2 separate regions of the Mus musculus genome follow, and region 1 is linked to region 2. A link is a contact called in public Hi-C data. All regions are on one chromosome and are shown on one strand. The core of a region is the stretch at or near the end of the contact, and the rest is flanking DNA. Distances in the headings are between cores, read along the strand shown. Region 1 has its middle 25 kb from the start of Gm31342. Region 2 overlaps Ccn4 (cellular communication network factor 4).

Region 1 (7,479 bases), core at 150-2,649, 150 kb after region 2:
CAAAAGCCAACACATGTTTAATTTTTTAATTTATTATATTTTAAATGATGTATGAGTGCACATGTGTGAGTGTAATGTGTCTGTGTAATCCAGATGTGTGAGATCTCCCTGGAATTGGAGATACAGATGGCTGTGAGCCACCTGACATAAGTGCTTGGGAACTGAATTCCAGTCCTCTATAAAAGCAGTACTCACTCTTAGTGACTGAACAGTCTCTTCAACCCCCAGATGGCTTTAAGTATGCATAGTCCCTGTTTAATCTTCCCAATTATTTGTCTTCCATAGATGCAAGTCATGACGGTCATTTGTCCAATCACAAATCTTAACCACATATAAAGATATAGGTTTTGGAATATTCCATAGAAGCTGCTGCCTTGAGTCAACAGTCTTCGCTGTCCTGTTATGAACATTGGCCAGCTGTGAAGTGGCTACTCAAGTTGTTCATGGAGTCTACCTCTGTCTTGGTAGCCTACACAGCCAGTCCCAATAGCAATCTTTATCTTGCAATGACATCAAGCCCAATACTTACCTAGGTATAATCACAGCATTTTGTGAGTTCAGGAAATGCAAAGCTGCCATTGTCAGAACTGTAGCTCCCTCTGTGTCCCAGAATGGTGAGCCCAAATCCCTTCCATTCCTATAAGAGTCTCCCCTCAAGACTTCAAAGTCTTTTATACTGAATTTAGAAACAGTACTGGGGAGTGTGGGTACTGTGATATCCAAAGAGCTAGAAGAACACCCCAAGACTTTCCCTGCCCCTATTTTGTCTATGGTATCTGTGTCCATTCTATGGCCACTGGCCACACCTTTCTCTGCTCTAACCCCAAACTTCCTCTGGCTACACTGTGACCCAGCTCTCTGGTGAGCCATCATTTCTCTATCTCTCAGTGACCTCTTTGTCCTCAAACTTAACATAGCTTTATGCCAACAGATATGGAAAAAGATATGCTGAGGGTATAGGGTACCCCTCCCCACCAAGGGTCAGTATATATTATCTTACTAATACTCAGATGTTTTAGTAACTTCAGCTTTTGGATAGGTAAACTGAGGCTAAGCGGGATAGAATGACTTGTTCAGGACCAGGTACACTGAGCGAGCATACATTCACATCTGGTCCTGACTCTGAATGGTGGCTAGGACTATCTCTTTTGCCACAAGAGTATGAGCTGCTCAGACTCACTGTCTGCATCCCCAGTGACGTGAAATGTAGCCTATTACTCCCACTGAGCACCTAGGTCATGGGACTCAGAGGTAGAAGAAGTATGGTAATGACTGCCAGGAAGAAGCTGCAGAGCAAAAAAAAAAAAAACCCAAAAAACAAAAACGGTTCAGAGTCCACACCCTGAGTCACACTGACACAGTTCTAGCCCCGTCATGTGACATCAGTGCTTCACGCTTGAGCAGGTAGCACAGCTCTCCTGACCCTAGTTTCCAGTTCCAAACTGGAAAAACCATTGTCCTCTCTCCCAGGGAGTGTGATGAGGTGGAAAAGTTTATAAACAAGAGGGAGACCCATGGTATCTCTGTGCTGGAGGCCATGGGTCCAATCTGAATTCCAACCCCTATCAAGCATTAATGAGATATTTCCATCCCTCACTAAATGAAAAGCAGGAAATGTCAATCAACCCAGAAGTTTTAAATGTCATCAAGAGTCTAACAGTATGAAAATGCTCAGGGTTTTTTTTTTTTTTTTTTTCTTCCTTAGCCACTCATCAACATCCAGGAAGCTTTCACACTAATCAATAACAGATAATCAACACATGCTGTTGCCAGCAGCAGAGGCACCAGATTGTTCTGGCACAGGTTGCACAAAACAGCAATGCCAGAAAGAAAAAAAAAATGCTTTAACAGGGCTTTGGAGATAGCTCGGTGGATAAAGCGCTCACTATGTTAGAGTGGGGATCTGTGTTCAGATCCCTGGGATTCGTGTAAAGTTGGGCTTTGGTACCACGTGTCTTATTCCATCATCCCATTATCAAGATGAGAGATAGAGATAGGAGAATTCTAGCAAGCTTGTGAGTCAGATAAGCCAGTGTACACAACATTGCGCAACAACAGCAGCAGCAGCCGCAGTAGCAGCAACAACAACAACAACAATAAAATCCTGTCTCAAACAAGATAGAAGGCAAGGACTAACACCCAAGATTTTCTCCGATCTCTCTGTCGTGACATTCATGCTATGTGGCACATAATGCCTCTTTACTCCCACACATGAACACGCACACACAAAGACAGAGCGGTGGTGGCGCACACCTTTGATCCTAGCACTTGGGAGGCAGAGACAGGCAGATTTTTGAGTTCAAGGCCAGTCTCATCTACAAAGTGAGGTACAGGACAGCCAGGACTAAACAGAGAAGCCCTGTCTTGAAAACCAAAAAAAAAAAAAAAAAAAAAAATTTTTTTTCGACAAGCAATTGCAAACAAAACAATAGAGACCCTTTCAAGAAAGCCATTTTATAACAAGATAGAATATACAGGGAAGAAACAAATGGAAATTTGGAACTGAATAATGCCACAACTGAACTGAGAAGGATGGACACAAGCTCAGAGCAAGGGTGTGTGGTGTGTGTGTGTCTGTATGTGCACATGTGTAATATGCATATATGTGTAGTGTCCATGTGCATGTGTGTGCATATACAGTGTGTGTATAGGAGTTTGTGTGTGTGTGTGTGTGTGTGTGTGTGTGTGTGTGTGTGTGTAGTATACATCTGTGGAGCCGAGAAGTTATCATCATCTGCCTTCTTCAATTGCTTTCTACCTTACCTTTTGGGAGAGAATCTCCCATCTTACTTTTGGGAGAGAATCCAGAGATCTGAATTCAGCTAAACTGCTTGGTCAGAACGTCCCAGGATCCTGTTATCTCCACTTCACTAGTGCTAGGGTAACAGGTGTACACTGCCATGCCTCGAGTTGACAAGTATTGGGGATCAATCGCAGCTCTTTGTGGCTGCACAGCAAGCAAAGACTTAGTCATCTTCCCAGCCCAGGGATGTAATCTTAACTTCAAGTTTAGTCTCCCCTATTTTCTGAAGTATTCTAAAGGACCGGGAAACCTTGGAACCCTGTGACCACCACTACATCCTGAGGACACAGACCCAGGCCTGACTCCATGGCTTGCTTGACTCTTAATGAAATCTGGTTGGCTGTGAGGCCACAATTGACAGATAAAGCACATGAAGCAGAAAACTCCTCCTCCTGTGTTAATTTGCAGGGAGCACGGTGCCAATTCCTGGGGTCGGGACATGATTTCTAGTGCAAGCTGGTTGTTCTTGGGGTCAATAGAAGACCTTATCTAACAATGGTCTCTCCTCTAGGGGGATGCCAGCCCATAGGGAAAAATTTGGAAGATACCACCTGCGGGGGTGACCAAACCATCATGGAACCTTGAATATGATCCCCATTTTTCATCCTGGAAAACTGAGACACCAAGTGGGAGAGAGTGAGCTCAGAGCCTGTTTGAGTGTGTGGTGTCAGAATGAAATCTAGGTCTTTGGGTTAGACTTTCTCACCTTCAGTTCAGGAATGTGTTAAAGCTTGGACTGAATTCCCAGTTTCAGGTACTCATCCTGACTTAGAAAGAAGGAAAACAAGAAGCTATTGCTACCTTGTATTTATTCAGAAAATAGTTTCCTAGCTCCATATTTTCTCCAAGGTTCATAGTATGTGTTGTTTGTGTGGTATGAACCACTCCAAATCCCAGTGGCCTAAGGCTGTAGACTTTGGACATCATCCATAAGTCCATAGGTCAGTGAGTAGTTGTAGACAACAACATCATGTCAGGCTTGGCTGATCTTGGTTAAGTTTTCTGCTACATCAGTAGGAGGTTTTGAAGAGTCTTATTTGCTGGGTGCAGGCTGTACCCTACTCTAAGTTACTCCATATTGTATAAACAGTGGATATTCAGGCTTTGGGAGGCCTTAGGAGACTCCAACTTAGAAGCAACTTTTGACTCCATTTGGAAGAAGGCTGAAGACTGAATCCCCTGGGGGCATGACACAAACAGGCCCAGAAATATCTGAGCTTCACAGACTGATGAATAACTTATTCCTGAGAGTAGAATGGGGGCCCTCTATACATTTATCAGTTTAAAATGAGAGAGTAAGGACATGTGGGCATAATAAAACCCCCAGAGGGAAACCAGGGCTGAGAACTTATCAGACACACTAGACCAAAGAAAGTGGAACTGCCTTGCCTTGACCTCATAAAATGGTAGACAGCCAACAGCACATGTGCCGTACCTGATACCTGGTGTGTATCAAGGACTGACAAAGGACACCTGTCCGTTCTTGGAGCTTCAGCTTGGGTCCTGCTACTGACTCAGGCTACCTGAGTGCCTGCTTTCCATGGCTAACTCATCTGGGCCTCCGTAGAGGTCTCTTTCAGTGCTAGACTTAGGCACCTCATCTGACAGTATAGATCCTATTAACATTTTTATTCTGAGGTGCTATAAATCTTAAAACTTGGCAAATCACAAGTATGCATATTTATATCCGTACATTATGTATATATGAGAGATTTATTGTGCAATATTTGACAGGTGATATGATAGTTAATATTAGTAATTAAGATTGGAAATAAAGAAGCTGCATTCACGTTGGCCAGATCACCAAGATAAGTGGGGTTATCTAGCAAACTGCTGCCATTGAAACTTCAGTACCTTGTAAATTTACTATTATTCAATAGATTTGGGCACTGTGGAAAAATACAGCTGTGGTGCTTTGAATGACAAATGTCCCCTATAGGTTCACAGATCATGGTTGGTGGTGCTATGTGGGGAAGCATGTCACTGTGGGCAAACATGGGGCATTTGTAGCCCTGTCTAAGTTCTAGTTTACTTTCTCTGCTTCCTGTATGTGACTGAAGACTCAGTCTCTTAGCTTCCTTATTAAGCTGCCTGTTGCCATTCATTTCTCCCTCAATTATGGACCCTCTCTCTGGTACCATAAACCAAAATATATTCTTTATTTCATAAGTTTCTTTTAATCATGGTGTTTTATCACAGCAATGAAGCATAACTAATATTGAAAACTGCTGAACCTTCTATTAGTGTATCTTATTGTTATTCAACAAATTCTGACCTTGTGGAAAGACCCAACCATGGTTGTCTATGTTTCTGACTGAATGTGCTCATGGCATTCAGCAGTTAGAGGTGTCAAGATGACTGGCTCACCTCTCCCTTTTCTCCAGTAGACTAGCCCAGGCTTCATGTTTGTCTTAGTCAGGGTTTCTATTCCTGCACAAAACATTATGTCCAAGAAGCAAGTTGAGGAGGAAGGATTTATATAGTTTACACTTCCACATTGTTGTTCATCACCAAAGGAAGTCAGGACAGGAACTCACACAGGGTAGGAACCTGGAGGTAGGAGTGGATGCAGAAGCCATGGAGGAATGCTGCTTACTGGCTTGCTTCCCCAGACTTGCTCAGTTTGCTTTCTTATAGAACCCAAGACTACTAGCCCAGGGACGGCACCACCCACAATGGGCTAGGCCCTCCGTCCTTGATCACTAATTGAGAAAATGCCTTACAGCTGGATCTCATGGAGGCATTTCCTCAATGGAGTCTCCTTTCTCTGTGATAACTCCAGCTTGTGTCCAGTTGACACACAAAACCAGCCATGACAATGTTGGGCAGGCTCTGGAGAAACAAGTGGACACTGAGAAGTTCAAGGTCTCAAAGCTCTCTGTTTCCAGCTTGACAGCCTCACCCTGCAGATTCTTTTGGCCTCACACGCATCAGGAGCTACCAAGGCTCCAGGCATGGGGACGACATTCCATCTCTTGATCATCAGCTATAAAACTGCACTTCTAAGAGTCCAGATGCAGGGTGACTGACAACCGGGTCACTATTGCAATCCATCCTTGGGCTGCTTTAATGACATCACTTCTGTTTCTCTCTGGCTCTCCAGGGCTGTGAGAGATGCTTTGGTCAATAAGAGGAAGCCTGCCACTTTTGGGTGAGGCCTTGGGTATGATTCTCCATGTCTCCTCCTTTTGTTTATGGAGAACAAGGCCAAAAGAGGGATGGGGGCGTTCTCTGGGATGAGACCCCAAGTGACTGTGACATTCAGAATCTCCACCTCCCACCCTGTCCCTGACACATTGTTCACTAGCATTGGAAGACCGTTAACAGAAAGCTATATCCTTTTGGTTAAAGAAGAAGAAGAAGAAGAAGAAGAAGAAGAAGAAGAAGAAGAAGAAGAAGAAGAAGAAGAAGAAGAAGAAGAAGAAGAGGAGGAGGAGGAGGAGGAGGAGGAGGAGGAGGAGGAGGAGGAGGAGGAGGAGGAGGAGGAGGAGGAGGAGAAGAAGAAGAAGAAGAAGAAGAAGAAGAAGAAGAAGAAGAAGAAGAAGAAGAAGAAGAAGAAGAAGAAAGAAGGAAAGAAAAAATGGAATCTGTCTTTGGTCTTTGGTGAATTTGGAACATTCCAAACTATGCAAACATAAGAATTTATGCAGCTTGGGCTGTCAATCTTTTGACTAAGAGTCCATGCCTGGGGAAGGCAGATTTAGCTAATACTATGCTAATGAGATTCAAGGAATAATTATACTTTTAATGAGATGACATGCTTTTCCTTCCTATAAGCCGCACTGCCATGGTTCCACTGCAAGGAGCTGTCACAGGATGTCCTAAGTCAGCTTGCTATCTCTACACTCTGTAAGATGTAACTTTTCTTCTTCTTTTCCGTCTTTCCCTTGCATTTCCCGGCCAGACCTTAAAAGTGCTTTTTCTTGTACTTAAGGGATTTGTTTCTTTTTTGTTTTGTTTTGTTTTGTTTTTGTTTTATTTTTCTTCACTGTTTCTCTGAGGCTGCTTCCCTTTTGCCATGCGGCTGCTTACCAAACCTCAGTGCCTAACTTAAAAAGACACAGCTCTCTAGCTTCCTCTTACCCGTCTTTCTCCTCTCAGCGGCTACTGGGGTGTACAGTTTGCGTGCTCTGTTGTTTCTTATTTAAACAATAGTAAAATTGTACTCAAACCTTTTCTGAGATCATTCTTAAAGACCAAGAACTCTGAGAGGAGACCCCGATTTCTTAGTAAAATGCAATACCCCCAAATTTCTGGTAGCAACATGACAAAGAATCCTTTACTATTTGAAGTCTCTGAAATGTGGGGATACTTTTCATAGCCACATTTGTATCTTGACTTATTTTTACTGTGTAAAATTTTCACAGAATTTTACTGCTGTGAACAGACACCAGGATAACTGTGATAAGAGATAACCAAGGCAACTTTGATAAGGACAACATTTAATCGGGGCCGGTTTACAGGTTCAGAGGTTCAGTCCATTATCATCAAGGAGAGAACATGGCAGCATCCAGGCAGGCATGGTGCAGGAGGAGCTGAGAGTTCTACATCTTTATCAGAAGGCTGCTAGAATACTGCCATCCAGGTGGCTAGGATGAGGGTCTTTTAAAGCCCATACCTACAGTGACACACGTAATCCAACAAGGCCACGCCTACTCCAACAGGGCCATACTTTT
Region 2 (6,613 bases), core at 4,035-6,534:
AGGCCCCAGTACTTCACTGGCTGAGAATTGTTCTGATTCCTCTGAACTTTGAACTCCTTGATCTTTCTGGCTTTATTGAAAGAAAATCGATGTTTGTCTGTTGATCATGTGGAAGTCAATAATTGTGAAATCCTCTAAACACACTGAAGGTGGAAAGGCAATTGCAGCTCTTTGGGCTTGGAAACTCTGGACTCAACAACCCCTTTTCACCTCTGCCCTTCCTCCACAGGCCCTCTCTCCAACCCCCACAACAATGACCTTCACCCCAGCACCACTAGAGGAAACGACTACACGCCCCGAATTCTGCAAGTGGCCATGTGAGTGCCCACAATCCCCACCTCGCTGCCCACTGGGCGTCAGCCTAATCACAGATGGCTGTGAATGCTGTAAGATATGTGCCCAGCAGCTTGGGGACAACTGCACAGAGGCTGCCATCTGTGACCCACACCGGGGCCTCTACTGCGATTACAGTGGGGATCGCCCGAGGTACGCAATAGGAGTGTGTGCACGTAAGTGAGAGACTCCATACCTTCCAACTGCCCCCCACACCTTATCTCTGGCCCATGAACACCCACAGCCCTTCAGCTGCCCAGGCTTAGCTGGTCAGGAAACATAGTCCAACCAATCCACAGTTAGAGGCCACAAGATGGATCATACTGGGAAGAGACTAATAACTGCATTCTTCTTGTCCCTAAGATATTATGTCTTGCTCTCTTCCTATTAGAGACATCTCCCTCCCCCAAAGAAGGAGATTCTGCCAAGCAATACTCAAGCCTAGTTCCATTCTCTTGGTAGAAAAGACTCTTCAGTAGATGTCCAATGGCCTATCAAATGATATGGAGACACTGCCATACTTCAAATGCATATATATATACTTAAGAAAGCCATTGACCATGAAATAGAAAAACCAGCAGCCTGCATCATTTCCCAGCAACCCTGCTTTTCCAGTTGCCACCACTACTTTTAACTTGTTGGCCCTTTATTGCTATCACTACATAGTAATGTCTAATGTCTTCTGTGAGATTTTACCTATGCTGTACTATACTATACTATAGCTTGCTATATTAATTTTGTGTCACCTATTACCATTCGTATAGGATAGTTGAAGGATTAGCTCCCTGATGCCATCAGATACCTTTGTTATCTTCCAACTGTCCTTGTCCTGATTTTTAGCTCCGTAATCATGAATGTATTTTATGTTCTGACGACGTTCACTAGAGCCTGAATAATATACATGTTTGAATTGCCACTTTTCATAGTACCATCTGCTCTTCCTGGTGCTTCTAGCTGCCTTTGTTCTCTTTGATTTGGGTGTGTACAGTATCCTTGTGTTTGGAGGAAGACTGTTGTTCATTCTTCACGGGCTCCATCCTGTGTCTTCTGTCCTGGCTCTTCATAGAGACCATGTTTCTGGGAGTTCACTACCTCCTTCTTCTCTCTATTTATTTAGTCTGGATCCTCTCAGCTTTGCCTGGCCGTGTAGTGTGAGCCAACATGACGGCGAACAATGGCCTGCCATATGACATGACAGTCTATCTTCTGAAATATTCCTCCAAATCTTGTAAATACAGAAACTCTCCCCCATGAGTATTCAATCAAGACTCCTCCATAATTCTTGGAACATGTATCCCCTAATATCCGTTCATATACAGTACAGTCCCTAGTCCTACCCAACACCTTAGATTCCCATGGTGGGGGGGGGCATGTTGATGAGATTTGTGTACACAAATCCAAGTCAGTAAACTGTGTCTGAGCCTTCTGGTTCCTTTGTGGCCCTTCCTGTTCATTTTCTTTTATTTTTTTCATCTGTTTAGATTTACATCTTTGGCTTTTCAAATAAATACCCCTGCTTCTCCCATTCTCTGTGATCTTTTCCTCTTGCTGGATTTGTTGTTGTTGTTTTTAATGCCATAAAACATGTTCAAAGAAGACTTGCACCATAACCTGTGCGTATGCACTGATTAAAATGTATTTCCTGAGCATTAGCCCAGACCTGTTTAAATAAACCCCCGAGTCACAGGTCATCTCTGCTTGCTGTGCTAAGACTGACATTATAAGCAGTCATCTACGTTCTTCCATAACCCAGGGAGATGTCACCATCTTCCCTGGGCTGGAATCCCTTATAAGACCAGGCACAGGAGACCAGCTCCTAATTCCTCTCTCTGCTAGCAGGTACTTTAAGGTCATTTGAGAGGTAACTCAGTTCACTGCGATTACACTAATCTCCAAAGCCATAATGGGATCTTACATGCCATAGACATTGTGTCATGGATCCAGAGATTTTCTTTCCTGCTCACCACCCATACCCACCTCACCCTCACAGTTTCCAAATGCAGATCTCACGGCAAACCACTCTCGTCCCTTAGCTCCCTGCCACCAGGAAATTTTCCTTTCCATTTATTTAGGAAAAATAAATAAAACATCAATAATCTCAGGGAAGAATTCAGTAGGTTTAGGCATTTGGCATGAGTTCCCTGGATATGTGGGTTTACAGACCTTGAAATAAATAGAGTAAAACAGGAGTTACAGGGGCTTGAAATATTCCAGCCCATTGTTAAGTTCCAAAAGGTTCCTCCACAGAGCCATTTTCATTTCTAAGTCTAACACTTTACTCTTTCATCCAGGTATAGTCTTACCCATGAGACTCACCACAGCACTCACACAGACACACATCAGGTGCGTTATGTACACACATACATGAGAGAGAGAGAGAGAGAGAGAGAGAGAGGGAGAGAGACAGAGAGAGAGACAGAGAGAGAGACAGAGAGGCAGAGAGAGAGAGAGAGAGAGAGGTGGGTTTGTGTGTGTGTATCATATGTATCATATGTAAACATATGCACATATATACAAAATTCACTCGAGTCCCCTAAGCATTCCCCCAGAAATATGTCATGTCAGAATTCATGAGGGCCAAATACAAAAAACAAAGCAAGTCATGGAAGTGCAGAGCGGCTGTGAGACCCAAGAAAACAGAGCGTCTCGTGCACACAGCCTGTCAGCACGTGATCGGCTTAGCTAGTGGATGGACCCCAGGATGAGCTAAACCTGTCTACAGAGAATTAGGCCAAGACAAGGCAAGTGAAAAACAAGCCATCAGCTGCTGCCACCCAGGGCCCAGGGAGCACAGAAGAGCCATCGGCAAGCCAGTAAATGCCAGCTTTGGCTGTCCATGGTCACCATCCTGGGCCACCGAAGCCAAGCAGAACAGTGAGTCTAGTCTTGCCTCGTCTGCTCAGCTGTCAGGAGGAAACTAGGCTTGCGTATGATTGGTAAACACTAGAGCTACATTCAGAGAAACTTTTTAAAAGGGTGTCCAGGCCAACCTAAACACAGGGATGGGCCCAGTGCCCTCTACTTCAAAAGGTTCCACTATTTCAGTTGCCCAAACACTGCCCTAACAGAGCTTGAACAGGCACCAGGGCAAAAAGGTCTGGCAAAGGAAACATAGTGTTTACAGGCTGATGGGCTTGGGGTTTCAATCACTGCTCTGCTTCTTGCTACAGCTGGCCTTGGGTCACACACCTGAGGATCTTCACTAAATCAGCCTTGAGCAGGGAGAGGTAAGCAGGGGGATGGTAACTGGCTTTTGCTTGCACCATGGGTCATCTCTGCTCTGTCCACTGCTATCCTCCTCCATAGTGAGGAGGTCTCATTCCGGGACCTCCGTACCCTGCGTGTTGCTAAAGGGGGAAAAGGAAAATATAGCATGGTACTTGGGATTAAAAAACTCAAGTTGGAGTCTAATCCTTTTAAACCTCATAGTCCTCAGTAAGGACAAGGTGATGAAGAGTGGAGACCCCTGTGGGAATTCAGGTTGTCACATGCTTAGATACAGTAGGAACTTAGTGGAGGCCAGCGGTCCTGGCATGTGTGTGCCTCTATCCACCCATCTGCCTACTAACTCAGAACAATGTGAAGATGAGGGTATAGGACCAAGCCACATTCCTACTCCAACAAGGCCAAAGATGGTGAGGGGCATGAAGGTCCCAGTAAAGGGGCATGGTGGCTGCAAATCTTTTAGCTCTAAGAAGCCTAGCCAGATCTCATCTGAACTTTCAAGAGAGATTAGAGAGGCGCTGGCTGCTTCCCCTCACCCATGACCAGTCTCCCTGGGAAAGTGGAAAGGCTATATGTGCACAAAGAGGGGCCTTCTTCTGCTGATGGATAATGCATGCTCATCACAGCCCTGATCTCCCCTTGGTCTATGTGGGACAGTTTTATCAGCTGCCCGTGCGTCCCCATTAACCAGTCTACAGAGATGCCATTTCCTAGGCACAATAGTACTTGACTTTGGATGCACACTAGACTCACACTAGAAGGCATTAAAGAAGACCAACACTGAGGAAAGCAGTGGCCCAGCATCTAGGCCTACCTCATGTTATGTAGCCTGGGTATTAGCATTTTTACAGGTTGTTCTGTGAGTTCCTGTAAGCTGATGAAAGGAAAGATAGATTGCTTTGTCATTGACTCCAGAGCCCAGGAATGGTGTCTTTACACATGAGGGCAAAACATAAACTTCAGCTTTCTCACCACCAATACACACACACACACACACAGAGAGAGAGAGAGAGAGAGAGAGAGAGAGAGAGAGAGAGAGAGAGAGAGAGAGAGAGATTCATACAGTCATGCACGTATCTGTTTACACAACATATACATACATGGTCTTGTAAACAAATACATATACAAACTAGCAAGTGCACATTCACATGTACACATATGCACATACACACCTTCCTGGCATCTGAGAGAGTGGCAGGGTGACTGAGGAGGCAAAGCTCAAGGGCCTCCTCACATCCTGCTTTCTGTTTTCTCTTCCTGATCATCCCCCTTCCTCTCCTCTCATCTCCCTCCTCTTCTGATGTCAGGTAAAAAGAAGGACTTGGGTTTGCTGTTTCCACTCTGTCATTCACCAGCTCTTTGAGCCAATGAATCCCTTCCTTTCCCAGCCCTCTCCTGTCCCTGTGAAGTAAACAAAGCTCTCCTGATGAAGTCATCACTGGAGACCTGAGTGAGGTCATGGACCAGAAGCTGTGTCAGCGTGTGCCAGCACCTGCTTCCTGGCTATTCGGAGAATGGTAGCAATGGAGAGATAGACGTACATACTTGGGCATACTGCTCCTTGGCCAGATTGCACCAATGTCACCTTGCTGAGACTGTCTTGTTATACATAACAATGGAAACAACAAAGTGTTTCCTAACAAAACAAAATGTGCCAGGAAACACAGAAGTCATTGCTCCTGCCAGGAACTCTGATGCTTACTGCCAGCCACCACTCCCACCAATCCCAGAGACGCGACAGAGTTACTGCAATCAGCAGGCTCTTAACTGTCCCTTCTCTGTGGGCATTCTTGTCCCAGGACCCCTTGCCTACAGTTCCAGATGCTATTCCCAAGGAACACATAGCACCAAGGTTAGAGTCTGACCCAGTGGTTTGCCAAGCCACAAAAGGCCAGCTTGCATAACCAACTACACAGTTATATCTTATGTCTAATGAAGACTGGCCCCAGTCTCAGGTCCTCCAGAGATGATGGAAGATCTCATTATTTCAGACTGAGTACAGAGTGCTGAAAGTCTTCCTTGACTCCTAAGAGTCTTTGCCAATGTGTCTGGAAGCTGAGCTTCCTCATTGCTTTGGTTTGACCCAATCTCTGCTTGGGTCACTGTGATGCCATCCTGTAGCCTTCTCCGGCCTATTGTGTACTTAGTACCACAAGTTTTCTTGTGAAGTATATAATTCATCTCATTCATTCAAGTTACTTATTGAACACCTACTTGTGCCAGGAAGAATTATAGAAACTGACAGTTCCACTTCCTCTAAGACAGAAGGAAGCTATATCTGGTCTTCTCCAACACACCTATTTCTTTCTCTCTTCCTGTCTCTCTTCCACCCCAACCTCCCAAGGTTACTCCATCACCAGGCTCTTACACCTCTAATAGATGTCCTCCCTAGCAGCAAGAATGTCATCAGCTCCTGGGCTGGCTTCCTCTCTTTCTGGTCTTTGCTGAAGGAAGCCCTCTCACATCCATAGGATCTTCCTTACCCACTTGCTCTCAGTCTATAGCCACGTGTACACCCAATACCCTGTTCCCTTATCTCCCAACACTTATCACAGTGGCTGTCACCATCAACAATCACTCCTACAACCACTGAACCATCTTCCCACTATATTGTGAGAACTTCAAGGACCAGTCCATTGTTATTCTGTTCAGCACTGGGTCTCCGGCTCCACAGTCAGTACTGAAGAAGGCAGCCCACTTCGTTCCTGGGTTCTGGTTCCTGTGTATGCCTTCCTCCTTCAGACAGGCATGCACCAGTACCAGTGTTGGCAACACTGTAGGAATAAAGATATCTGAGCTCTAGCACTAAGGTGCTTGACCCTTCCACCCAACATTCAGCATGGTCATCAATGGCTGTCCCCTGATGTCATGGGCACCTTCACAGTACCCTCTCTCCCTTTCTCCCTGTTGCACCCCATCTCTTCACATGACTCTCTCTTTGTCCTTGGGGTGCAGCCAGATGATATGTGGACCAGGCCCTCTTTTCTCATATGAGCGATTTCTTGGCATGGCATCTTAGGCAGAGGGAAACTGCACAGAAGTAGCTTGGCACAGA

The links. Hi-C and Micro-C count contacts between places; a contact is called where the count stands out from the background.
Region 1: a Hi-C map of liver shows a contact between it and region 2, with 2.8 times the contacts expected there. A contact is called at or near these places in 4 of 39 promoter capture datasets (the C10 cell line, the HPC-7 cell line, embryonic stem cells and 1 more), 5 of 484 Hi-C or Micro-C datasets (bone marrow-derived macrophages, embryonic fibroblasts, embryonic stem cells and 2 more), 6 of 130 datasets of targeted methods (embryonic fibroblasts, embryonic stem cells, extraembryonic endoderm stem cells and 3 more) and 4 of 9 other capture datasets (adipose tissue, embryonic stem cells, liver and 1 more).

What each region holds. Positions count from the first base shown.
Region 1 is chr15:67,061,267-67,068,745 of GRCm38.p6, forward strand. No RefSeq gene overlaps it. Among named protein-coding and RNA genes, the nearest start is that of Gm31342, 25 kb to the left of the region's middle.
Region 2 is chr15:66,906,172-66,912,784 of GRCm38.p6, forward strand. It overlaps Ccn4 (cellular communication network factor 4), which reads left to right. Exons shown (of 5, transcript NM_018865.3): 2 at 230-509. Among named protein-coding and RNA genes, the nearest start is that of Ccn4, 18 kb to the left of the region's middle.